Linked DNA regions of Mus musculus: all the other regions are linked to region 1. The links are chromatin contacts, called in public HiCAR-type, HiChIP or PLAC-seq, Micro-C and promoter capture Hi-C maps. All regions are on one chromosome and are shown on one strand. Each heading gives the region's core, a stretch centred on a gene start, on an enhancer-like site or on the middle of the called end of the contact. The rest is flanking DNA. Distances are from core to core; before and after follow the strand shown.

Region 1 (3,221 bases), core at 682-3,181:
CTAAAAAATAACACTAGAGAAGTTAAGGCTACCAGTGTCACCAACTTTGGGAAAAGATCATAATCATAGCCACTGCTTTGTGATTTGGAATTTAATGCGGGAATACAGAAATTTCTAGTCTGGCTGGAGCAGGCACTGAGGAGAGGGCATTTCCTTTGACCTCTGTACAGGGTTAAAAACCCACCACTAAAAAAAAAAAAAAAAAAAAAAAAAAACACCACTTGGAAGGAATTTTTAAGTACTCCCTGAATACAAATAACTTGCTCTGAGCTCTGAAGTGTATAAACCCCAAATGATGGATAAGTGTGATTGTTTCTACCTAAACCTTCAATGGTGACTTCAAATGTAGCTACAGGTAAAATAATCCTGGAAGACTGTCAGTAGTATTAGTTAATAAGGACCAGAGAGGAGCGTTATCAGTAAAGAAGAACTAGAAAATGATGCCAGAACTCTGTAGTAACATGTTAGACTTTCAGTATTTAAAAGGTTAAGGGGAAAATGCATAGCATCAACTTAAGAGAGAACAAACACTAAAAGCATTCAGGTCACCAGCCACATGCAAAAATACATCCTTTGAACACTTTATATCAGGAAAAAGCTTGTTTGCTTCTTCTTCTTCTTCTTCTTCTTCTTCTTTTTTTTTTTTTTTTTGCATTAACTTTAAATTAGCTGATACACAAGCCAGAACTCAGACTAAACTTCTGTTTGTTTTCCAAGAATAGCCTCCTTCCCTGTTCTTTTTTTTTTCGGGGGGGGGGTGCGGGGGGGGGATGAGGAGGCTAGCTTTTAAGAGAGAAAGAGAACTGAATCTGCACGCTCTCCGCGTAAATGTCACAAGTGTGCTTCTATATGCCAAGCCAACTGAATGTTGTGTGGTCTTCAAATTATTTGCCAATGTGTCTTTAAAGTTTTGCACTAATCCATTTCTGCCAACCTCCTGGCAACATTTAATCTTTTCCGCAACGAGAAAGGTCCCCCCTAACTTAGTATTGACACTGTCACAAGATATGTATGTACAAATTTCGGCTGTCAAACCTCTTACGGGTGCATTTAAGCGCGCGCTCACTCTTCACAGGCGTGCCTACACTAAGACAGCTCCCCTTTCCCTAGCGCCCACCTACTCATCCCTTCTTTCCTTGCAAGTTTGAAACTTTGTTCTTTCTAGGGTCCCGAAGAAGCGCTACCAACGTCCTAGAGACAAAGGGCTGGGCTGAGGGTTAACAGGATGCCCAATTTCACTTGTGAAACAAAGCCCACAAATCTGAGCCCCTGGAGGAGGTGGTGTAGCCCGGGCAAGCCAAGGACCGGGATCGCCGCAGCCACCGAGCCCCGTGTGCCCCGCTCTGCTCACCGCTTCACGCGGATGATCTGGTCCCGCATGGGCTTGATGTCTTGGAAGCTCTGCTGGTTGACCAAGCTGTAGACCAGGATGAAGCCCTGGCCGTTCTTGATGTACAGGTCCCGCATGGACGCGAACTGCTCGGTGCCCGCGGTGTCCAGGATCTCCAGCACCGAAGGCGAGGAGTCCACCTCGATCTCCTTGCGGTAGAAGTCCTCGATGGTGGGGTCGTATTTCTCAATGAAGGTGCCGGTCACGAACTGCACGGTCAGGGCGGATTTGCCTACCCCGCCCGAGCCCAGCACCACCACTTTGTACTCGCGCATCGTCCCTGCGCGGCCGCCGCCGCCGCCGCCGCCCGCGACATAGACCTGCGCCCGCGCGCCGCGCCCCGACCCCGCGGCCCCGCCGCCCTTACGGACTCGTCGGCTCACGGCCGCGGCAGCGCCCCGGGCGCCGGCAGCGGGGCTGCAGCTGAACGAGTCGTGCGCGGCCCTGTGAGCGGGCCAAGCGGGAGGACGATGCAGCCCCGAGGGCGAGAGCAGCAACAGAGCTCGACCTCGAGCCGGAGCCGCCCGAACCGCGGGCCCGCAATGCCGCCCGCCCCGCCCCTCGCGCCTCCACGCCCAGCTCCCGCCGCCGCTGCTGCCGCCGCCGCCGCCGCTTCCCCAGCGCTGGAGCGCGCGCCCGAGCCCAGCCGCAGCGCTGCCCGGGGCGGAGCCAGCCGGGTGGGAGGGGTCTATAAGAAAGCCCGCCCCTCGCGCCGTCGCCTAGCGACCGTCCGCGCGCTCCAGAGAAGACCGGCTTCCGCGACACCCGGCAACACCCAGCCTGACCGGCCTCCGTACTGCGTCTGCGCGCTCTCCTCCGCCCGAAGGCAGGCAACGTCAGACGCCCACGCTCGGGGGTTTGCGGGAGGTGACGGTGGAGGGACCGTGGGCTTAGGAAGCCGTGCGCACCGTGCTTGGGGACCTCAGGACGGGCCGGCCTATGGCTGACATACATGACTCAGCCTGTCAGCCTTCGGAGAGCTTTGGCTTGATCCCGTTATACGTAACGACGTGAGCCTTAAGGGCCGCCGCCATGAGTTACACAAGCAAATCGAAGCTCGGCTAGTCCGTGGCGCCCAGGCTACACGCAAACCCGGTCCGCGCCCGATGACGTCACCGGCCCGCCCTCTAGCCCCGCCCTTGTCGAGTTTGACGTAAGCCGAGCTCCTCCCCCCGGGCTGGTAGACAGCCTTGGGCGCCTGGAAAACCTGGAGCTCGGATCCGCCCCCCACTGTCGGGAGACCCCAGAACATCTCAGCAACAGCCTGCGGGGGTGTCTGCGCGGAAGCTCGGATTCACTGTAGCCAATCAGATTGTGAGTCCGGACTCTAGACTACCACTCTTGACCAATGAAAAGGCGTCTCATCTTGCTAACCAATTGGTGTAAGACCCAGTGATAGACTGAGCCAACTCCCCTCCGGGGCCTGGAGGGGCTGAGAGTTTGCGCTTGCGCACGGCCTGGTACCCAATCGTAGGCCAACTGAGGAGTGACAGAGGGCTGGGCGGAGCCAATCAAACCTGCACTGTGGAGACAGTGCAGGGCTGCTGGGGAACTGGGAGGGGCAGGGTTCGAGCGCCCGACCCCCTGGTGTTCTGGCACCGGAGCGGGTTGCGTTGGCAGACAAGAGGGATGAGTTCTGTTCTAACGTCGCCTCCGTGGCATTCTGCCTGGAGATGGGCATGGAAGTGGTGGCAGAGGATGCGGGCTGGATCGTGGGCTGAATCGAGAAAACTGGGACTTTTGTCTTCAGGGTGAGAAATTTTCCGGTCCCTCAGGAGACATCCATCTGGCAGCAGTTGCTGTGGTCCTCCGATCATGCCTCCTCAAATGT
Region 2 (3,241 bases), core at 719-3,218, 1.5 Mb after region 1:
TCTCATTCTCTCATACCCCACCTCTCTCCCTCTCTCCCCACCCCCCACCCACACACACACCCCTCTTTGGGTGCTTGTGGAACCAGAAGACTGAGTTGTGAGTAATTACAACTAACTCACTGCATCCTGATCTGGTACTAGGAATGCAACTCCAGTCTTCTGCAAGGCCAACAAACACACTAACCATTTCTCCAGTCCCAAGATAAATTTTCATTAAGCTCTTGGAACACCAGCTCCCAGATGTGTAACACAGAGACTATCACATATCTCTGTGGAATAAGAGCTGGCTTACAGAAATGCTCTTTCCTTCTCCATCACCTGCCATTCTGCACAGGTAATACTCCTGGAAAAGCAACACTGGCTTTCTCCTCAGAGAGGCCACTGGTGCTTTCCTGACGGGAAAACTCGGAGTTTTCTTATAGAAATACCACAGTAGAGAGATGAAATGCTAAAAGTCCTAATCCTGCAAAGAACAGAAACTCGAATAAGGTGCTTGATCTACAAGCTCCTGGATGAGGTAAGGCAAACAAAAATAAGCACTCCCATGTCTGGAGAGTAAGTTAAATCGACACTAAGTAGAGCATAGACAACTTTCCCTTAAGTTACTAAAATAAGTCACTAATGATAACTGGGCACAATCAATGCAGATGGAAAGAATTAGAAAATGAAAGAAAGTTAGAACATATGACCCATACTAAAGTGGTCCAGGCCTTCAAATTCCAATCCCCTCACTTTTGAGGCTGGCTCCAACATCAAATTATTGGTCTCAATATTGCCACAGTACACATTCTGATTTGGGGTTCAAAGAACGTATGGTGATCAGGAAGCCAAAACCAACAAAAACCATACCTTTAATGGTTAAAAACCTAAGCATATGTCTTTAAAAAAAAGAAAGAAAGAAACCCGCATAGACTTCTATGATGGTTTCATCATAAACTGTTCCCAATTTCAGTTCCTCAGTCCCTCCAAATGGAATATTCAACTGTTTACTCTTTCCATGACAACTATCCCCAGACTTACAGGAATGAGTACAGAGCAGTGCCCAGGACAGATGTCACTACAGCACCGTAACCAAGTTGGGAAGTTCAGTGGGCATTTGGGGCTTCAATGTCTAACTCCTCCCCGCTCTGACACCCAAGATAGGACAGGCCTCTATTTTTTGCTATTCTGTTGGGAGTAGCCAACATTCCAGTCTGGAGCCCAGGGTGAAACGTAAGCGCTCCCTATTTTTTTTTTTAAGAGACTTTTTTTTTTTTTTTTTTTTGCGATGACTAGAAAAAGTAACGTCAGTGGGGGGACAAAGTTGAATGTCGCCTTGCTGGGAACTGTGAAGCCACAGCCAGCCCAGCAAGTTAGGCGCCGGGAGCTCCGAGCCCAGAGGTGGGCTTCTCCAGGCACCAGCCTAAGTTGCGCGCCCGACGCGGGGTCGTGAGGGAATGGGACTGGCTTCGGAAAGGGCCCTGGCCCGCCACTCCGGAACCGGGACCCGTCCCGTGCATGCCGCCGTTTCGCCTCCTCCCGGCACCCCCGATCCAGGGTCCCCCGGACGCCGGACTCCCGGCTGCGCTGGCCCAGGCCGCCGAAACCGGCCTCGCGCGCGCGGCCCGCCAGTCCCGCCTCTCAGCCCACGGAACCGGAACCGGGCTCGGACCCAGCCTCGCGCCCCGGAGCGCCGCTCCCAGCCGGGACCGGGACCCGAAGCCCGCCCCGGGAGCAGGGCGGGACTCACCTTCGTACTGCAGGTCCACCAGGACCAGCAGGAACGGGAACACCGCGCCCAGCCGGCTGCCCACCGAGCCGGGGGCCACCATGTCCAAGGGCGCCTGAGCCGAAGAGCAGGAAGGTGCGCGGCCCAGCAGCCCGCGCGGCCAACAGCCCGCAGCGAAGCGCCCCGTCCACTCGCTCGCTCGCTCGGTCAGCGCTCGGGCCTCAGCGGCGGCTGGCGCCCGGCGGCGGAAAACAGCGGTAGGCGGGGCCCGCGGAGCCACGCCCCGGGCGCCGCCGCCGCCCAATCGCCTTCCTTCTGGCCACAGAGCGGCCCAGCTCGCCCGGGTCGTGGTTGGCGCTGATTGGTTGTGGGGGCTGGCGCCCCGCCCCGCCTCTGATAGGATAACGTGGAAGCACAAGACGAGGCTGCGTCCGCTGGTCGTGGAGCTGTCAGCGGGCTCCAAACCGCCGCCGAGCGCCGAGGAGGAAGAGGCTGGGGAGGCCGGGCTGCGGCCGCCGAGTCCGCATGCGCGGGCCCTAGAGCCCTTCTGGGCCGGCCTCGCGGGCTGGCTTGGCAGGGGCGGCGGGTTCCTGGAGCGAGCCCAGATTCCTTCGGGTAGTGTTGGGGGATAAGGCGCCGCCGCCTGGGCTGGTAAGGCCAGAGAGTCTCAGGAAGTCTCCAGGGACGTCCGAGAGAGATGACTGGACTTCTTGAATGAAATGGGGGAAGAAACCCAAATAGCCACTCCGTGGGTGAAAAGGGGAAAAAAAAAGTTTATTCCAAACTGCGAAGGCTGTCTCTCGGGAAAGCAGAGAGAAGCGCTGCGCGGGCTGGGGTGATGGTGGGGATTTATCTTCTGGGTTATATGGGACCTTGACGGGCTAATAGACCCCACTGTCATAAGTTAATGGAAGAGCCAAATGTCCCTTTTCCCAGAGATAGGAGAATAACTCCACTTAGCAAGTAGGAACTATCTTCACCACCACCACCACCCCGAGGGAATGCTGGCTTTTGTCTAGATGCCCTACCTGGGGGAAAGGAATTTCTTGGGGGACCTGACACTATTGAGGTCTGCTAGTGGATCAGAGATGCAAGAGCCATTCTACCAAGTCTCACAGTTGGTCTGGGTGGCTCTCTTAAAATCCGCAGTCCTCTCAGTCTCGCCAAAGAAACTTCCAGAATCACTTTTTTTTTTAGGTTGGCTTAATGGTTTCTGGGGCTATTTCCTGCCCTAGACTAAGTATCTATTGATGCATCCTTAAAATGCTTCCAGTGCCTTTAGCTCACCCTACATAACAAAGTCCCTACCCATTACTTGCTCAGTCTTCAGTATTAGCCCTCTGCTTTCCCAAGCAATGACCTTAGTTTGGAATAAACTTTTCTCTTATACACCCACCAAGTGTCTATTTGGGTTTCTTTACTGTGCCTATTTCATTCAAAGACATAAGAACTTGGACAAGATTGTCGTTAAATTAATCAGGTAGGTTACGCCCATAGCTGCTCTGTTTGAACAGACACTATATGGCAGCAACG
Region 3 (3,274 bases), core at 95-2,594, 1.5 Mb before region 1:
TGCTCTTTGGTTTTCCTCTGCAGACCTTCAACAGCACAACTGAAAGGCAATTCTACAGAAGCCTAGGCCAAGAGGACACCCACCTCTGGTAGGCTGCAAGATAGTCACTTGTCACCAAGCCTTTAATCCCTAGAATCCAGGTGGCAGAAGAGGAGAATCTGTCCCTAAAAGTTGTTCTCTGATCTATGTATGCCCTGGCACACATGCTATAAACATATATAGCACATGTGTAAGCACACTAACACATACATGCAAAATAAATAAAATGTGATTTTGAAAAACTTCTAAGGCCTCTGGGGGCATAAAGCTACAGATTCCTATCAAAATGACTCAATTCTCTCTATAGCATCCCTCAAAATCAACCAGTTTACCAAAGCATTCTTGTTTTGTTTTGTTTTTTTTCTTTTAAAGCACATTCCATTTTAAACAAGGGAGAGCTGTCTGCAGGTTTGGCTTGAAAATCTGCTGCAGCCCCCATCCCCTGACCCATCTTCTATTTCCCTGAATAAGGATGGGTGACAGAAGCAGTGTACAGCCCCACTCTGCAGGAAGGTGGGGCTGTAGTCCTGGGAGGCTTAAGCCTCTCTGCTCATGGAATCCCTGTCCCCCAACACCCAGGCGCAGCACAAGTGAGGCCTGTCTTCCAAAAGCAGCACGCACGTATGGCAGGCTAGATCACAGGTGGGCATGGGTGACTGCCACCTCTCTGGCTTGCTCAGAGCACTCTACGCAGTACCTGCTGGGTTCAAGGAGTGAGCTCAAGGCATCATGGGACTAGAACAGGTCTCTCTGGTACTATGTACCTGAGGCTGAACTCTTCAATAACGTGTCTGCCAACTGTCCTAGATCTTTCTGTGCCCACTGCCACTGAGTCAGTCAGTTGTTCTCGACACTGAAAATGTAACTAACTTACACACAAGGAAGGCCTTTCTCCCTCACCACAGACACCCATCTTTGACACAGCTGTTCAGGTTCAGACTCTACACTACACTCCTGATACCACCACGCCTCCAGGCAGACAGCACTATTACACTTGACATTTTTCCTTAACCTAAACTTTATGTAAAATATCAACATAAGGTCACCAGTAACTATACCTATCTCTCTCCCTCCTCCCTCTTTCTGTTTAAAGCTTATTGCTTAAAAAAAAAAAAAAAAACTTTTAAGACTTAAATCCTTATTGAAAAAAATTTAAAAGTTCCATAGATATGAGCATTTCACAAAGTCCAAGGGGCTTTTGAACAGTTTTTAAAAATCAGTATCAGAAAAAAAATCTCACTTCCCATCCCATTTGAAAAAAAAGCACGTAGCATATGTGAGGTTAACTGATCACGGCTATGCTCAGTCACAGGATGACAGGAAAAAGGCACCACCATAAAAGGACGCCTGCTCGATCACTCTTAAAGCAACATGCCCAGCTTAGCTAACTCCATTCTGAGCAAACACGGACTGCCACAACGGAGGTCCTAGCCACCTTCTGATATGTAAGTACCTGACATGATTCTCTTTAAGTTAAGGAATACTTTAAAAACCTAAGTTTCAAAGTAAAATAATGTACTAGATACCAGCTGTAATAACTGTCTGTTTAGATTTCCTTGGGGTCACTGGCAGCTCAATGTAGCTCCCGAGATGGAAGCAATGAATGAAACATTTTATGAATTTCAAAATTCAATTATTTCAGGATTCTTTACTATAAAGAGAAAGGAACAATGGTGCTGAGGCAGAGCATTCCTAAATTTGGATGTAGTTTATATACAATATAACCATTTAACCTAATTTTTAAAAATTCATTGCATTTGACTACCTGGCGTGCATTTATGTACAGGAAAGTAGTTTTGATGATAGACTATCAGCAGCAGACTTCCCGGGGTAAGGGGCTTATTTTCTAAAGCATCAGATATAGAATGGTATTTTCTAGTTTGCAAAAATATTTTATCAATTTATCCTCCCACCAGCAAAGATGTTTGATCAGCCTGGGCTCTCCTGCCTCAGAAGCAAAACCATTCTAAAGACCAACTATTTTAAGTGAAAAATAAAATTTGTTATTTGGTTTCTATTATTAGGTGACCAGTAATGCTAAATGAGCTTCCACATTTATATTCTAAAAATTTTGGAAAAAAAAAAAACCTGTAAAACAAAGATTATATGTGGAGATTTAAAAACTCAATTTCCAGGGTAAGAGCAGAAGTTAAGAGAAATGCCTAACAAAATATAAGCCATAAAGGGACTTCCTTTAAAGAAGGCTGGGGGTCGTAGATGTGGTGGCACTCTCTGTAAGGGTGTCACCCGGAGTGTAGGAGAGTATAATGTTAAGGGAGGGCTTGGACTCAGTCCTAAAACCCAGGCTCCATCATTTAGAACTGCTCAGCCCCATACAAGTTGCTGAAGGTTTCTGGCTGTGGTCGTTTCATTCAGAAAGTGGGGAGAAGTGTTTCTGCCAAGTCCTTCTCTGACTCTCTGAGTAGGTGCCGGCACACTGCATGCCATTCCCACCCTGCCCATCAGCCCACAGAAAGATAAATGTACAAATTATTTTCTTGAGCTTGCCTGAAGATGTCTGCTTTCTGTTACAGTGTATGTAAAGACTTGAGGTGTGCTTTCTAGTATCTCAGAGTGTTTGTCTCTGGGGCTTAATGGTGCTTTGTGAACCTAGAACTGCTAGGGCACACGGTTCCACAAAGCAGCCTTGCTTGCAGGCTTGTACGATACGTGGGTGGCTGTGGTAATAAGTCCTTTTATAAGCTTTTGGCGGGCTTCCTAGAGTTAATTAGTGTTGTTATCAGTCACCTAGCAGAGTAAACTCTGTGACAACTGAGCTCCCTCCAGGACTTCCAAGCATGCATGGCAGACTTTTACTAGAGAACTACTGTAGGTCAGCCTACAGCACTTCTGTGATGTGAAATGTTCATGCAAAGTTCCTAATCCTGACCTGTAGTCACCAAGAAATGAAAGCATTTAAAGGGATACCCTTCTCTTTGTCATAGTAAGAGCTAAGGTTTTGGAGGTGGGCAATGTCCTTCTGTCTGTCCTGGGCTGCTTGTGCTGTCTTCGCCATGGTTACAAGACTAGATCACACATGCAGAACCTTCTGCATGCTGCGGAGGTACAGAGACTCACTCGGTGTTCTGGTAGTCCAGCAAGGGTACAAAGCATATTGTCGGATATCCTAAAAACAGCACAAGGTAAACCAGCAGCATAAAGCTTTGCTGGGCTTCGAATTCTTTTCAGTTGAAATAGCAGTCAAAATATTTTGTTGCTGAAATACTGTTAAAAA
Region 4 (3,249 bases), core at 23-2,522, 1.6 Mb before region 1:
TAAAATTTTAGTAAATAAAAAGTGTAAACGTTTTCTTAACCATTATTTGAAGTATTAAAATTAACGGTTTCTGAGAGGCCCTGGATCCTCCAAATGGTTAAGTTTTAGTAACTTTACGAAATAATGGTGTATTGTGATGCTCTACACCTGATACCTAAAAGCTGCTTTCAGCTGGTAAACTGAAAAACGTGTGGGCGGATGGCCTACGAAACCAACATTTTCAAGGCAGGTTCTTTCTCCCGCTCTCTGCTGCTTTTTAAGTGTTTAAAGCCATCGCGGAGAAACCCATTTGGGGGTCTCTTAAAAATTTTATAGCTTAAAAAAAAATTTAAAGGCCAGGGACTAAACTTAACTACAACTAGTCTTTATTAACGCGGTTTTCAAGGAGGGTTAGAATGCGTCACAATCCACAGGTTAAATGATCAACTAGTATTCTTGAAGTTCGGTATCAAAGTCCTAGAGAGAATAAGCCGTCATGACCAGGAGTTCTAGGAAAGTGCAATAAAACAGTGAGCTACGAAATTAAGTTACTGGAAGTTGTCGCTCGGCTGGGAGCGCCCCGTGTGGGCATCGGGTCACCGCGTACCTGCGTGCAGGCCAGTCCAAGGGCGCTCCGCAAGCCGCCGGGGTCCGGGCAAAGCGCCCCGAGCTGCAGCGACGAGCCCGCGGGGACCACCCGGGGTCCGCAGGCCCCCGTCCCGTCGCGGCTCGAAATGCGACCCCACCCACAGCTACGCCCCTTCCCGCTCCTTGACCCCGCTCCTAGACCCCGCTCCCACCGCGGCGCGCAGCCCGACAGGCCTCCCCCACCTTGCACTCGTTGCTCTTCTCTTCGGCGCAGAAGTTGACCGGCGCCAGGCCGGGCAGGTAGAAGGCGCTTCCCGGGCGCGGGCCTGGGACCGTCCCTAGCAGGAGCAGCGACAGCAGCAGCAACCTGGAGCCTTGCGCTGGCGGCGACGCTGGCGGCCTGGAGCTCATGCCGGCGGCTGTGAGAGGCGAGCGGCCGAGCCGAGGGGGACGGCGAGGAAGGAGGGGTCCGGGGCGCTCGGAGATCACCTCAAGGCCCGAGCGCAGAGAAGGCCGGCCCGCAACGGCTAGTTCCGGTTACGCTAGGAGACACCGCGGGCCCCGCGACAGAAACCGAAGCGGGCCTCCACGGAGCATGCGCGGGGCCGCACGCACATGCTCAGTGCCGGCGCCGCAAGCGCAGCGGGCTCTTTCCGGGCGGGGCGGCCAAGAGATCCGCGTTCCGGGATCTGGGTGACTTCCGCCTGCGCGCTTCCGGCACCCACAGTCGGGTTCCAGGTTCCACCGTGGCGCTCCAGAGCGCCGCGCTTCTCGGGCGCACCTCTTCTCTGCCCTCTGTCACCTCATACCCGTCAGTCCGCTCAGGACTGATGAACCAAGTACTTTCTGATGGAGACCGAGTTGGTCGATGAGGCAGAGCTCAGGGGTTACCTAGTTGGGGCCAGGGTAAGGGAACAAATGGAAAGAGCGGTTCGTAAATCTTTAAACAGCTCTTAGAGGTTATTTGCAAGAATAATTCCTAAGCATCGGAAATGCTGGGACATTCTTGTGTGGGAGAAGTGTGCACACAACAAACATATCTTTCAGAAAGTCGAAATGAGATAGATGAGAGAGGGTAGTAAATATAAAGTAGCAATGGCAGGTTGCAATGAAGATACCGGGGCTTAGTTAAGCAAAGCAGTCGTGTTAAGGAAGACTATTACGGCATTATTACTCTTCGACAAGGTGCATAGCTTTTCCCATTGATAATGGGAAATGGTTATGTCTCTGTGTTAGTGCGCAAGCATTATGCTCAAGGAGGAGAAAAGTTTAGCATAAAAAGCCCATGGAGTTTTAGACTTCAACCGAATTCTTCCCCAAGTGCATCATCTTAGAATATAAAACACAGTCCTGGATGACTGTAACCCCCAAATTCAAGAAAAGGCAAATTCAGAAAATAGGTAAATTCAAAAAAGTTTGTAGTCTCATGCTATTAAATTTTTTCTGTGTGCTCATATATTGCTCCCTTCCCCAAAGTTTACAACTAACCAGATTTTCAATGGCTCTAGCACCTACAGAAAGAACTACTGACATACCTAAAAAGAGCTTTAACATCAAAGGTAATTTGTACTGGCTGAGCGTCCTGGCTTTGGAACATTGTGATCTAGCGATGTGCCTCTGGGCATGGGTTCATCACTGGAGAAATGAAAGTTAGAAGAGAAGACAAGGGTGCTCACCCTCTCAAAGAGTGGTAAAGATTAAGTTAAAAAATACTATATCACAAAAAAATAGGTGATATAGTAGTTGTCCCAGGCGGTCCTGACCACTTTTATAACAAAAGGAGGCGTGTCCATCAGCGCACACCATCTCAAATACATGCACATACTGAACTTTGGGCTAAGTCAAGACAACGCCCTTTGTCGAAAAAGGAAGCAGCTGTCTCCAAATATAAAGAGGTAGGATTAACACCCCCCACACACCTTACCTATTTTTCTGATAATACCAAACTAGACCTTCACTGCCGTAGCTCCCGCTCCAACCTTGCCATTACTACTTTTTTCTACCTGTGACAATCTCACTGTCCATAGCTGGCATGCTGCTCGCTGTGCCACTGAGTTCTTTTGGTGGTCTCTAGGCTCCTACCTACCACGCTAGGCCACTCTGTAGGTCTCCCCAGCTTCTACTTGTGCTAAGAGGGATAATGTAGAATGTAGGTGTCCCCCATTTCCACCGCTGCTCCTCGGTGTCTACCAATTTCGGAAACGATCGTGTTTATTGTTCACTGTCTCACTTCCCAGGGCTGCAGGGGCCTGGTCTCTGCATCTTCCAACTCTACAGCAGGGCCTGGAGAGACGAAGGCGAAGCAAACTAGAAGTGCTCGCTCGGCCCTGGTCGCCGGAGGACACAGGTTCTAGACCTGAATTTAGGGTCGCAGACTTGCGGTGCTAACGCCTGAGGGTTCCCAGGGTTTCCCGCTCGCTTTCACAGACCACCACAAGCTTAAGACCGAGAATCACTTCCCAGGATGGCCTGGGATACTCAGTGATGAACCCACGGTGACCTGGTGCTTCCTGCCCCGAGACCTGACAGCCTCAACACTCTGGGTAAAGTAAATTAAAAACCCGGACAACTGGAGTCTTTGAGAATGAAAACGACATCGGGATTCCAGACAGCTGACTCGCTCAGAGCTCCAACTGGGTGTACGCACGGCGAGTAAAGCCAACTCCTACAACGACACGTCAC
Region 5 (3,627 bases), core at 373-2,872, 1.6 Mb after region 1:
AACAGAACAGTTCTAGAACATAGTGTGAATCCTGTGTTCCTGAATGTAAACCGCAGAAACAAGAGCTTGTCTGTTGTCTCCCGAATGAGCGCTCCGATGAACACAGGAACCTCAGCAACAACGCACGCAGTAAACAGTGTTCCAGCTACTTACTTTATACAACAGGGCCCGGCCCAGGGTGCCGCCTTGTAAAGGCAGGCACCTATTCCCATAGACCAGCTTCCACAGAACACTGAATTGAGCAACAGTTTGCCCTTTGTGGCAAGCACTGTCTTAGGGGAATCAAGTCTTCTATTTACCCAGCTATGCAAATAAAAATGGCAAGAGGAATAATAAAGAAAAGGAAAACGCCTCACATCTAGAAGTGGAGCAAGCTGCTCTTCTTAAGTTTCTGCCAGAATCCATTTAGTCATTTGCAAAACCCTGGAAGAGCCTAGAACATGAACGAGCATTATACTGTATTGACTATACCCTGGAAACTAAACGGTCAGTTTCCTATGGTAATATCTATCTCCAATATATGTATATATATATATATATCTCCAATATATATATACATATAATATAAAATATATATAAATATAAATATAATATAAAATATATAAATATATAAATTATATAAATTATAAATATAACATCTTCCTATGTTAATATCTATCTCCAATTTATATATATATATATATATATATATATATATATATATATATATATATTCATATACCAAGCGAAGAAGACCCAGAATGCTTGCACAAAGCCTGGAAGAGTGGTCACTCATCCTGTTGATCTCTGCTGTCCAACGTCCCCTGCCCTCTGAGCCACTTCACCCCCACCCCCCGTATGAGCAAGGGCTACTGATTTTCTTGAAACTGAGAAAAAGAATGAAGCTCAAGCCCTCAAGTTTGTAGGAGGGATTTTAAAGGAAAACAGCAACAAACTTCAATATGGTTCTTTTGCCTCTCCTCCGTGCCTGGCTTTTCAAAGACTCAATGAACCCGCTAAAGCGATATCAAGGCGAGCATTCATGGATCTCAGTGGTGTCATTTTAATGAGAATCAGATTTTGGTCGTGGGGTGGCCAGCCTCTGCTGCCCTACACTCAGTCCCAGACAGACGCGGGACCAGCCTTGTGCGCCACAACTACCTGAATTGATCCTACTCGTCACCACCAGGGGTTCCCAGGCTCAGAAGACGCCCCACCGGACACCCATCCGTAGACAGCGGGCATCGCAGACCCTCCCGGGGCAGAGTATAAGACCCAGCCTCCCCCACCCGGGAATCCCACGGCCGGTCCATAAGAGGACGCGCCCGCTTGGAAAGCCAGCAAGGAGCAGGGATGGGGATGGGGTCCCAAAGAGATGCAGACCATCCAACGCCAGCATGGAGGGGAACTCCTTGCAGTTGGCGACACCGGTGGAATCGGTAACGCAGATCTTCCACAGGTTGGCAAAATAAGTGGCTGTGGTGATGACAGTGCCATCGATGGTGGAGACCTTCCAGTAGTCGGTGGGCAGTGTGGAAGACACTAGCACCCAGCCCGAGATGGAGACTACGAAGGCGACGATTTCCAAGGCCGTGCTAGCCATGCTGGGCTGCAGCGGCGCTCTCGCTGGTTCCCGATCCCGCTGCCGCGACCCCCACGCGCCCAGCCCCGAGGCTCCGCCCCCGGTCACCGCCTCCGTCCCGCCCACTGGGCACTTGAGGGCACTGGCGGACCCGCACTCACAGTACTGTCAGGGCACCCAGAGCGCGCGGGGAGGTCTTGGGGTACCTCCTGGGTCCCCCGCCCCCAGCAGCTGGCCCGTCGTCTGCAATCGCAAAGCCCTCAGACCAGCGCTCTCCCCTCTCCCCCCGGGCCCGAGGTTCCCAAATCTCTCACAGAGGAGCCGCGGAAACCGGCTCTTTTATTGGTGCTGTCCAGGGACAACCAGATGTGGATAGCCTGCTGCGCCTCCCACCGAGCCACCCCGACTCAGCCCTACCCGCGGCAAATAGCTTGACTCACTGGGTGCCTTGCAAAAGCAGAACAGAAACAACTTTGGTGTGCCCTGAAAAGAAACGGTATGGTAACGCAGCCTCGCTTTGCTGAATGCAAAAGGCCAGTGAGCAACGCTTGTTTGCGTGACCCTGTTTGGCTTGTGAAGAGGGGCATACTGGGACTGAAACTGGCCTTCCCCTTAAAATTCAGTTCTCTTCGGCCTAGTGGCATGTGGAAAGTATTAATCAGGAAGCTCAGACTTAATTGGGAGGTAGCCGATGAGCCCAGCTCAAGTTCCAGAGAGCCCCGTGAGGGTCTTGGCTAATTAATGCACTAGATATGGGGCTGTCATTTGACTCGTTTTCCCCCCAGAGCAACACACTTTCAGTTTGGGGAGTCTGGTCTGGGAGGGTTCTGAAGCAAGAGAGAGATGTCTATGAATCTTTGCTCAGTTGTGTGTGCGTGTGCGTGTGTGTGTCTGTGAGTGTGGAGACCAGAGAGCAGCCCCTGGTGCCATCTACTTTGTTTAGTGGTCCTTCTCACTGCGACTTGTCTTTCAGATTGGCCTAGGCCCGTGCCGCGAGTCTCAGGGATTCCCTTTCTTTGCCTCCCTCCCCAGCTGTACACCCACCGCGGGTCTGGCCTTTTACAGAGGGGCTGGGGATCCAAACTCAAGCTTTACTGATTGTGTATCTCCCCAGCCCTTCTCGACTTTTGTTTTTATCTTGCTTGTGTGAGTGAGAGAGAGAATTATGAGTGTGTGCATAGTGTTTGTGCATGTGTGTGAGTGTATGCACACAGTAGGTGAGAGTGTGTGGGCGTGTGGGTGCGGCTTGTGTGCGTATCTGTATGCATGCATGTGTGAGAATATGTGTGTGTGCTGTGCGAGTGTGTGTGAGTGTGTGTGTGTGTGTGTGTGTGTGTGTGTGTGTGTGCAGGTCAGAGTTAGACATTAAATATCAACCTTTAGGGCTGTTCACCCTATTTTCTGAGACAGGATCCATCACCAAACTAGGAGCTCACCATTCTAGCAAACTGACTGGCCAGTGAGCTCTGAGGTTGCTGTCACGCTCAGCTTTTACAGAGGTGCTGAGAAGCTGAGTCCAGGCCCTGCTCTGACTGAGCTGTCTCCCCAGCCCCCACCAGCTTAAAACAAACAAACAAAACCCACTCTAACTTTCCCACCTAACTGAAGAATAAACTTATTCATTCATCTTTCCTCTGCTGTCTCAAGATAAACACAAAGATCAAGGTGTCCTTCCAGCTCCTGAGGTCACAAATCTGGGCATCAATGAGAGGACAAAGACACTGGCTTCATTATGGGCTTATTATATTGTCCATTAAAGTTCTTGCAGTTCTTGGTGTGACCTTTCAGGATCTGCTTCTTGCCAAAAGTAACCAAAGGTCTACAACACATAAATCAGCCAGCTACAAAGAAGCAGGCTCCTAGTGGAGGCTCACAATCTCCTCCGTGCAGAGCTCCCCTGGCCATTTGGGAAGAATGTAGCTGCTTGTTGCTTTTCTTTACTTTAACCAAGTGAAACACAGTGAGACCTGAAATGACTATGTGCCCATGAAGCGGGCGCAAAGCTGGACACTGAATTACTAAAACTTGGGCTCGGGAAGGACCAGAGGAAGATGAGTTCTACTCGT
Region 6 (3,154 bases), core at 159-2,658, 1.8 Mb after region 1:
TTTTTTTTTTTTTTTTTTTTTTTTTAATTGTCAACCAGACACAACCTAGAGTCACCAGAAAATTAGGAACTTCAAGTAAAGAACTGCCCAGATGGGCTTGGCTGATGGCAGCTGTGAGAGAATGACCCATTGGAGATGGCATGAGGACCCAGCCCACTGCAGGCTGGAGTCAGCACCAACAGGCCAACAGGGTTGTTGTTGTTTCAGCTCTGGGCCCGACTTCTCTCCGTGATAGACTGTTTATTACCTGCAAGTGTAAGCCTGAAATAAACTCTTTCTTATCCAAGCTGCTTCTGGTCAGAGTATTTTCTCACAGCAAAAGGACCGGTGAAATTGTCACTAGGGCCATGAATTCGAAACCGCTCTTCTTTCCTTACCCAGCGCTGAAGTGAACCAAAGCAGCAGAGGCAGTTAACACGGCCACGCCAGAACCCTGGGCTTGTGAACACTAGTCCACGAGCCAGGACCCATACCTTCCTCACTGTGTCGGGGCACCCTGGCACTTCTTATGCCAGCTTGAGTACAAGTCAGATTTCATCATCACTAACCTTAAGATCTCGGACAAGCTAGATCTTTTGAGTCTGAATTTATTCAGTAAAATAGTAATAACCATTTCGAAAAGTAAATTAGAAGCGGAGTAGGCTTATAGAAAGGCACAGCAAGGTGTCCTGTAACATCGGTTCCCTTTGCCACGGATCCTCTGGGAGCCTCTCAGGGCTCCGTGAAAGAAACATGCCAGGCAGCGTATTATCTGATTTCCCTTACCTAATCTAAGAGGACAGCCAACTGCTTACACAGGTCCGCCATGCCAAGCAATGTAGGAAAGGTCAAGAAGCCGTCCGAAATGGTAGCACTCTATTCATCTCCCCAAATCCTTGTGTCCTAATATCGGGTGGCCTGACGGTCTTCACGGCTTTAAGGTCTGCAAAGGCAATCTGATAAACCTTGCTGTTGTTCCAGGTCCGACTCTTGGCCTGCAGGTGGAACAATCTCCCACAGCACCCTATTTGGTCCTGATGAGGGCAGCATGCCAGGGGACCGCAGGCAAAGCCAGGCGGCTTTCACCAGATCTCCAGGAGCGCAAAGCCTAGGGGGCGTTTCCGAGCGCGGGGGCGGGCACAGCCGGTACCGCCCCCGCCACCTTCAGGGTGGTGCTTGGGTGCTGATCTTAAACTTCGGCAAAGTTTGCAACGGGTCTCAAGCACGTGCGGCTTCCCCGCCCGGCTCCGCGTTCCCCGAGCCGCCCCCGGTCACCTGCGCGCGGTTGGTCTCTGTCGTTTCCCCAGCGGCCGTCCCCCTGCGCTCTCACGCGACACGCTTCTCCCAGGCTCGAGGAGGCGGCGGCGACAGCGCGTAGCGGGCGCCCCGAGGAGCCCCGAGAGGCGGGGTCAGGGCGGGCCGGCGCTTGGTTCCCGGAAGCCGCTGCTTGCCTGCGAGGCTCCGGCCGAGGCCGGAGCTCGAGCATCCTCACCCGCGCTTCCCGGAGCCGCCGCCCGGCCGCGCGCACCGCGGGCGAGATGCTGCCGGTGCACACCGAGGTGAAACCCAACCCGCTGCAGGACGCCAACCTCTGCTCGCGCGTGTTCTTCTGGTGAGTGCCGGGTCCGGGCCCGTTCCTCCGTCCACGAGATGCTCCGCGTCGGCTTAGCCGCGTGTCCGATGCTCAGCGCCGGTCCCTGATGGTCGGAGGATGCGTTTCCTGCACAGCCTTACACTCCGGGCTCCTTGTCGCGCGTGCGCCACGCGGCCTGCGGTCCCCGCCCGCACCCCACGCCCGTGCCGCTCTCCTCCAGGAGGGGCACGCGGGGACCGGTGGCAGACGCAGGTGGCGCCCACCCGAAACCGTGGGGATCCATGGGAGGTGCGGGGGTGCCCTGGAGGGCGGGCTCTGTATGCCCACCTTCGCTAGCTTCCCATCCCGGCTCAGGGCTTGCACAACTCCCTCACCCAAACTGCACCTCTTTATTTCTCTTTAAGCAGCAGTGAACAGATGGGCTTATCAAAAAGCAGCTGAAGTTAGAGTTCTGGGCGAACGCCAAACTCTGTTGTCCCCATGGCCTTCTGAAACACCTTACCAGACATCTTTCAGGTCCATTGATTGCCTGTGTGTGTGTGTGTGTGTGTGTGTGTGTGTGTGTAAGGAAGTTTAACTTCTAGGATCCCGTCTCTCCTTCTGGCCCCTCTGTGTGTGTCCTAGTACCTAAGTATGGCTGTGAGTTAAAAGGTCACTTTATTACGATGTTTTATTTAGTTACGAATGGGGACACTACTCTTGAGCAAGATCAACATGATGTTTTCCTCTTGACAGAAACGCAGCCATAGTGGAGTACATTTTCCCCTGTTAGATGGACTTTTCATTTCTGCCTTTGATGGCCATATCCCTCTTGGGAATGAGTTTCGGAAGCCTGTTGGGGGTCTTACCAAGATGTGTTCAGAGACAGGAGTCAAGGTTTCCATGCCTAAAACCACTGATGGGTTCCCTGATCTGGTCTCCGCCCCACCCCTCTTTTTGTAGGAAACAGGTGAAGAGGTTTAGATAGATGACATTCCTAAGTAGTTTTCCGCCTAGTAGCCTGGGCTGGCTAGTACACGCTTGGCTAACAAGAATAGTTTTTATTCCTTGACCTCCGCCATTTCATCTTCCTCACGTTCTAATGTTACCTTTTTAAAATGTGAAAACCTAGGGAGCTTCAGAGTCATTTACTACTGTTTTTAACTGCTGATGCAGTGTGTGCAGGATCCGATTTTGGACACTCGGTCAAGAGGAGCTTGCGGGAAGAAGGAATGTGGTGAAATGAATTTAAAAAAAAAATACATAACTCAGAGCGGGTGGGCTGTCTTGGTCTCCCGAGCTTTTGGCAATACACAGACCTCCTGATGATTTTCCTGTGAGCGGACTTTCAGAATGGAGGTGAAGCGAGAGCTGGGTGTGGGTGGCACATACCTCCAGTCCCTGTCTCTTGGAAGGCTAAGGTGGGAGGATGACTTGAGCAGCTATGGAGCTGAGACCAGCTAGGATAAGGTAGCAAGGCACAATCGGCTGTTGTTTGTTTGCTTGAGACAGCCTCACCCTGTAGCACAGGCTGGTCTGGAAGTCCTCGAATGCACAGCAATCTTCCTTACAGCCTCGGTTTCCACAGTGCTGGGATTATAG
Region 7 (3,330 bases), core at 632-3,131, 1.6 Mb after region 1:
TTCCTTTGTCTTATCCTTAGAACTGTGCCCCGTGAGTGTTCAGGTGAATTCATAAGAAATCGTTTTCTAACTAGATCTTCTCTTGCACAGAGTATAATACAAAGGCCCAGACCGACAGGCTCCAGAAGGAGATTGACATGTTGAAGGAACAGCTGCAGCTCACTAGGTCTCAGCTGGAGTCTGCACAGCACTCTCATGCAGTTCGCTTCTCTAAGGTGGGACACAGGGCTCTGTCCTGGAGATGGTGCAATGACAAGTACTTTAATGCAGGGAAAGAGGCATGCTGGCTTCATGGTGTGTGTGTGTGTGTGTCAGTGTGTATGTGTCAGTGTGTGTGTGTGTGTGTGTGTGTCAGTGTGTGTGTGTCAGTGTGTGTCAATGTGTCTGTGTCAGTGTGTGTGTCAGTGTGTGTCTATGTCAGTGTGTGTGTGTCAGTGTGTGTCAATGTGTCTGTGTCAGTGTGTGTCTATGTCAGTGTGTGTCAGTGTGTGTCTATGTCAGTGTGTGTCAACGTGTCTGTGTCATTGTGTGTGTCAGTGTGTGTCAGCATGTGTGTATGAGAGAGAGTGTGTGTGTATCGTCTGTGTATGATATATGTGTGTATTGAGCATGATATGTGTTGCATGTATGTATGCATACTCGTATGGGCTGGAGTCCTTATTCCTTTGAGACAATATCTCTCACTGAACCTGGTTAAGGCTGAATGCCCTCAGGCCTCAGCAGTGCTCCTGTTTGTGACTCGCACAGCACAGGGTTGTAAGCTCGTATGGGGCCATGCTGGGTGTATACATTGGTGTTGGGGATTTGACCTCAGATCCTCACGCTTCTGCAGCAAGCACTGTTAACCACCAAGCCGGAGCGCCAGGCTCCAAATGTGGTTTGTTTGTTTCTGTTTACTTGCATTTATTTATTGAGCACATGTATGTGGGCGTGGGTGTGTTCTTTACCCACTGAGCCATCTGCCTGCTCCCCATCTGTGCTTTGGTAGGGAAGAATCACTGTGTATAGGCCAGTGGCTTTGGAGAGTGTTACTACAGGTCTAATTCACAGAAGAAATACTAACAGATTTGGGGTGAAGCTATGATTTGTTTAAAAAATTTGCACATGTGTTATATCCAGAGCCCCTAGTGACATAATGCTAAAATAATTTCAGGACTATGAAATGCAGAAATCAAAAGAGGAAGACTTTCTGAAGCTGTTTGACAGATGGAAAGAGGAGGAGAAGGAGAAGTTACTCGAGGAGATGGAGAAGGTCAAGGGGATGTTTATGAGGGAATTTAAAGAGTTAACTTCTAAGAACTCAGCATTAGAATATGTAAGTATGCAACCTAGACGTCTTCATAGGATCGCTTGCTTTAAGATGGGTGTTAGCATGGCATCATAGCCAGGGGTCAGGTCGTTTACATGCCAAGTATACACCACCCCTCCTCCCCGGGCATCCCAGGTCGCAAGAGGCGCTGAGGAGGTAGAGCAGGTGAGCGAGACTGTTTTGTTGTGAGTGGGTGGTCTGTCCCCAGACCCTAGAACAGAACCCCTGTGGGTGTATCTGTTCCACCCAAGAGGAAACTTCCTCACCTGGTTAGGTTTAAATAGCCTTAAACCACAAACCCTTGAACGAATTCTAGAATGTTCCAAGTAGTGGGTGGAAAGGCTGATACAGATCACCAAGGCAGCAGAAGAGGAAGAGTATTTGCTAGCCCTCTCCTCGGTCCACACCTGACCTTTGAGGAGGATCGGGTCTCTAAAGTAAGCAGGAACCGGCAAGGGGGCCCTGTGCCGTGTGGGAACAGCTGTGGTCCACAGACACCTCCACATCCTCTGTGCTGATCCAGTTCCTGAGGAGAAAAGGAGGGAAATGAGGTCGATCCTTGGGCTCCCTCTAGGGGCGGACGAGTTTCAGAAGCAAAACTAAACACAACACCAGAATCCTTTTATTTATTTTCCTTTCCTGCTCAGGATCTCGTCCAAGACGCCATGTTACAGTGGGTCATTCCGACTCCTTAGGCTTTTCTGTGGCCGGGGATAGTTTGTCAGCCTTGTTGTTGTGGAAGCTAAAGATCTGAAGTGCGGGTTGTTTGTATGGCAAGTCCCGTTGCTGGGGTTCATCTGACTAGTGACAGGGTAACGTGATTAGTCAGCGTTTCTGTGGAGTGGATCTCGGAGACAGTGTGTCGCTTCGTCGAATTGTACCAAGGTCACACATGGTCTCCGTGGTCTAAGGCTTTCACTTTGGCCTTGCCACCCGGAGCTGTAGTATTGGTAGGAAGGAACTTCTGTACGGAGAAGTTTCTTTGCACTTTCAGCGGTTGCAGTGAACGGACAACGAAGTAGTGGTATAATGTCCGTGATGTTAACTTTATCGCCTGTTGTTGTCTGAGATTTTTTTTTCCATAATTAACTTTAGGGAAATTAAAACATTTATATCCCTGGTGGATTTACTGGTATGGCCTCTGGGCAGTGTTCGTCTTCTATTGCAATATCGTAACTTCTCAGAAGTGTCACAGGCGTGGTGATACACCCCTGCAATCCAGCACTGGGAGGCTGAGGCGGGGTCAGCCAGAGTTCAAGTCCAGTTGGGCCAAGGCAGCAAGATCTGCCTTAAAAAAAATAAACAGAAAGAGGAGATATACCCAGTTCCTCTCACAGATGTTTCTGTCAAGAATTTAAAGACCCATCGTCAGAGGTCAGAGGTTGGCTTGGGGAGTGGGTGAGGGGGCAGAGAGATGGCCAGCGAGTAAAGCAGCTGTGTGCAAGCCGGCTTCAGTCCGCTCTCAGTCCCTGAAATGCGCAGAAAGGCAGAAAGTGAGACTGGACTACGGTTGTCCTCTGACATGGACATGGGCATACCCTGGCTCCCAGTAACAAACCATTTTAAAAAAACATGAGTCTCCTTCCCATTTTTTCCACATTCTGGTGGAGATATCAAAGATCAGAGACTGGTAGAAAAAGAGCAAAGCGGAGGAGACAGGCAAGGGGTGTCCGGAGGGAGAGGGATGGCTGAACGCGGCTTTGTGCTTCTGGCTTCTTCGCTGTTGCCGTTAAGTCAATGTCTGACGTTTCTCTTGGTGATTCTTTTCATCCATAGCAGTTGTTAGAAATACAGAAGTCTAACATCCAGATCAAGTCCAACATAGGCACCTTAAGAGACGTTACTGAGCTGAGAGAAGACCATCTTCCGTGTCCCCAGGACTTCCAGAACATGCTACAGCTGCTTGACAGCCAGGTACAGCACGCGTGGTGACCGCGGCCACAACATGTAACATGTATCTAATTACGTGTGTGTGCCTCCATGAGCTTATGTGCACGGCATATATGCAGTGCCCATACAGG

The links. Promoter capture Hi-C pulls out the DNA fragments that hold promoters and counts their contacts. Hi-C and Micro-C count contacts between places; a contact is called where the count stands out from the background. HiCAR-type assays count read pairs that join an accessible place to other places. HiChIP or PLAC-seq counts read pairs in DNA pulled down with a chosen protein or histone mark.
Region 2: a HiCAR-type map of astrocytes shows a contact between it and region 1, with 6 times the contacts expected there. The contact joins the promoter of Dnajc3 here to the promoter of Rap2a in region 1. A contact is called at or near these places in 9 of 39 promoter capture datasets (the C10 cell line, cranial neural crest, embryonic stem cells and 5 more), 4 of 484 Hi-C or Micro-C datasets (CD8 T cells, embryonic stem cells and muscle stem cells), 9 of 115 datasets of contacts at active chromatin or transcription factors (astrocytes, double positive thymocytes, embryonic forebrain and 5 more) and 1 of 9 other capture datasets (liver).
Region 3: an H3K27ac HiChIP or PLAC-seq map of thymic regulatory T cells shows a contact between it and region 1, with 4 times the contacts expected there. The contact joins the promoter of Gpr183 here to the promoter of Rap2a in region 1.
Region 4: a Micro-C map of embryonic stem cells shows a contact between it and region 1, with 30 times the contacts expected there. The contact joins the promoter of A330035P11Rik here to the promoter of Rap2a in region 1. A contact is called at or near these places in 3 of 39 promoter capture datasets (erythroid cells, liver and pre-B cells), 12 of 484 Hi-C or Micro-C datasets (the C2C12 cell line, CD4 T cells, CD8 T cells and 8 more), 6 of 115 datasets of contacts at active chromatin or transcription factors (Th17 cells, astrocytes, embryonic stem cells and 2 more) and 2 of 9 other capture datasets (adipose tissue and liver).
Region 5: a contact with region 1 is called in a promoter capture Hi-C map of pre-B cells, with 4 times the contacts expected there. The contact joins the promoter of Cldn10 here to the promoter of Rap2a in region 1. A contact is called at or near these places in 1 of 39 promoter capture datasets (pre-B cells) and 3 of 115 datasets of contacts at active chromatin or transcription factors (astrocytes, embryonic stem cells and stem cell-derived neural progenitor cells).
Region 6: a contact with region 1 is called in an H3K27ac HiChIP or PLAC-seq map of thymic regulatory T cells, with 9 times the contacts expected there. The contact joins the promoter of Abcc4 here to the promoter of Rap2a in region 1. A contact is called at or near these places in 2 of 39 promoter capture datasets (embryonic stem cells and pre-B cells) and 2 of 115 datasets of contacts at active chromatin or transcription factors (astrocytes and thymic regulatory T cells).
Region 7: a contact with region 1 is called in a promoter capture Hi-C map of embryonic stem cells, with 3 times the contacts expected there. The contact joins the enhancer-like site here to the promoter of Rap2a in region 1. A contact is called at or near these places in 2 of 39 promoter capture datasets (embryonic stem cells and hippocampal neurons), 2 of 484 Hi-C or Micro-C datasets (CD8 T cells and embryonic stem cells) and 4 of 115 datasets of contacts at active chromatin or transcription factors (astrocytes, embryonic stem cells, stem cell-derived neural progenitor cells and 1 more).

What each region holds. Positions count from the first base shown.
Region 1 is chr14:120,477,171-120,480,391 of GRCm38.p6, reverse strand. It overlaps Rap2a (RAS related protein 2a), which reads right to left and starts at 1,931. Exons shown (of 2, transcript NM_029519.3): 1 at 1,352-1,931. The coding sequence starts at 1,665.
Region 2 is chr14:118,936,659-118,939,899 of GRCm38.p6, reverse strand. Dnajc3 (DnaJ heat shock protein family (Hsp40) member C3) reads right to left here and starts at 1,968. Exons shown (of 12, transcript NM_008929.3): 1 at 1,730-1,968. The coding sequence starts at 1,811.
Region 3 is chr14:121,963,263-121,966,536 of GRCm38.p6, reverse strand. It overlaps Gpr183 (G protein-coupled receptor 183), which reads left to right and starts at 1,344. Exons shown (of 2, transcript NM_183031.2): 1 at 1,344-1,484. The region is part of intron 4 of Ubac2 (ubiquitin associated domain containing 2); the gene reads right to left.
Region 4 is chr14:122,104,997-122,108,245 of GRCm38.p6, reverse strand. A330035P11Rik (RIKEN cDNA A330035P11 gene) reads left to right here and starts at 1,272. Exons shown (of 4, transcript NR_015586.3): 1 at 1,272-2,462; 2 at 2,805-3,249. Tm9sf2 (transmembrane 9 superfamily member 2) reads right to left here and starts at 1,164. Exons shown (of 17, transcript NM_080556.3): 1 at 811-1,164. The coding sequence starts at 978.
Region 5 is chr14:118,852,945-118,856,571 of GRCm38.p6, reverse strand. Cldn10 (claudin 10) reads right to left here and starts at 1,622. Exons shown (of 5, transcript NM_021386.4): 1 at 1,363-1,622. The coding sequence starts at 1,582.
Region 6 is chr14:118,704,473-118,707,626 of GRCm38.p6, reverse strand. It overlaps Abcc4 (ATP-binding cassette, sub-family C (CFTR/MRP), member 4), which reads left to right and starts at 1,408. Exons shown (of 31, transcript NM_001033336.3): 1 at 1,408-1,591. The coding sequence starts at 1,518.
Region 7 is chr14:118,909,327-118,912,656 of GRCm38.p6, reverse strand. It overlaps Dzip1 (DAZ interacting protein 1), which reads left to right. Exons shown (of 22, transcript NM_025943.3): 6 at 91-215; 7 at 1,154-1,315; 8 at 3,086-3,223. Among named protein-coding and RNA genes, the nearest start is that of Dzip1, 14 kb to the left of the region's middle. Within about 2 kb of position 1,881, at least 82 of the 459 cell types and tissues checked have an H3K27ac peak or open chromatin away from gene starts, as enhancers often do. A contact at or near this core is called in CD8 T cells and embryonic stem cells, where this site is marked.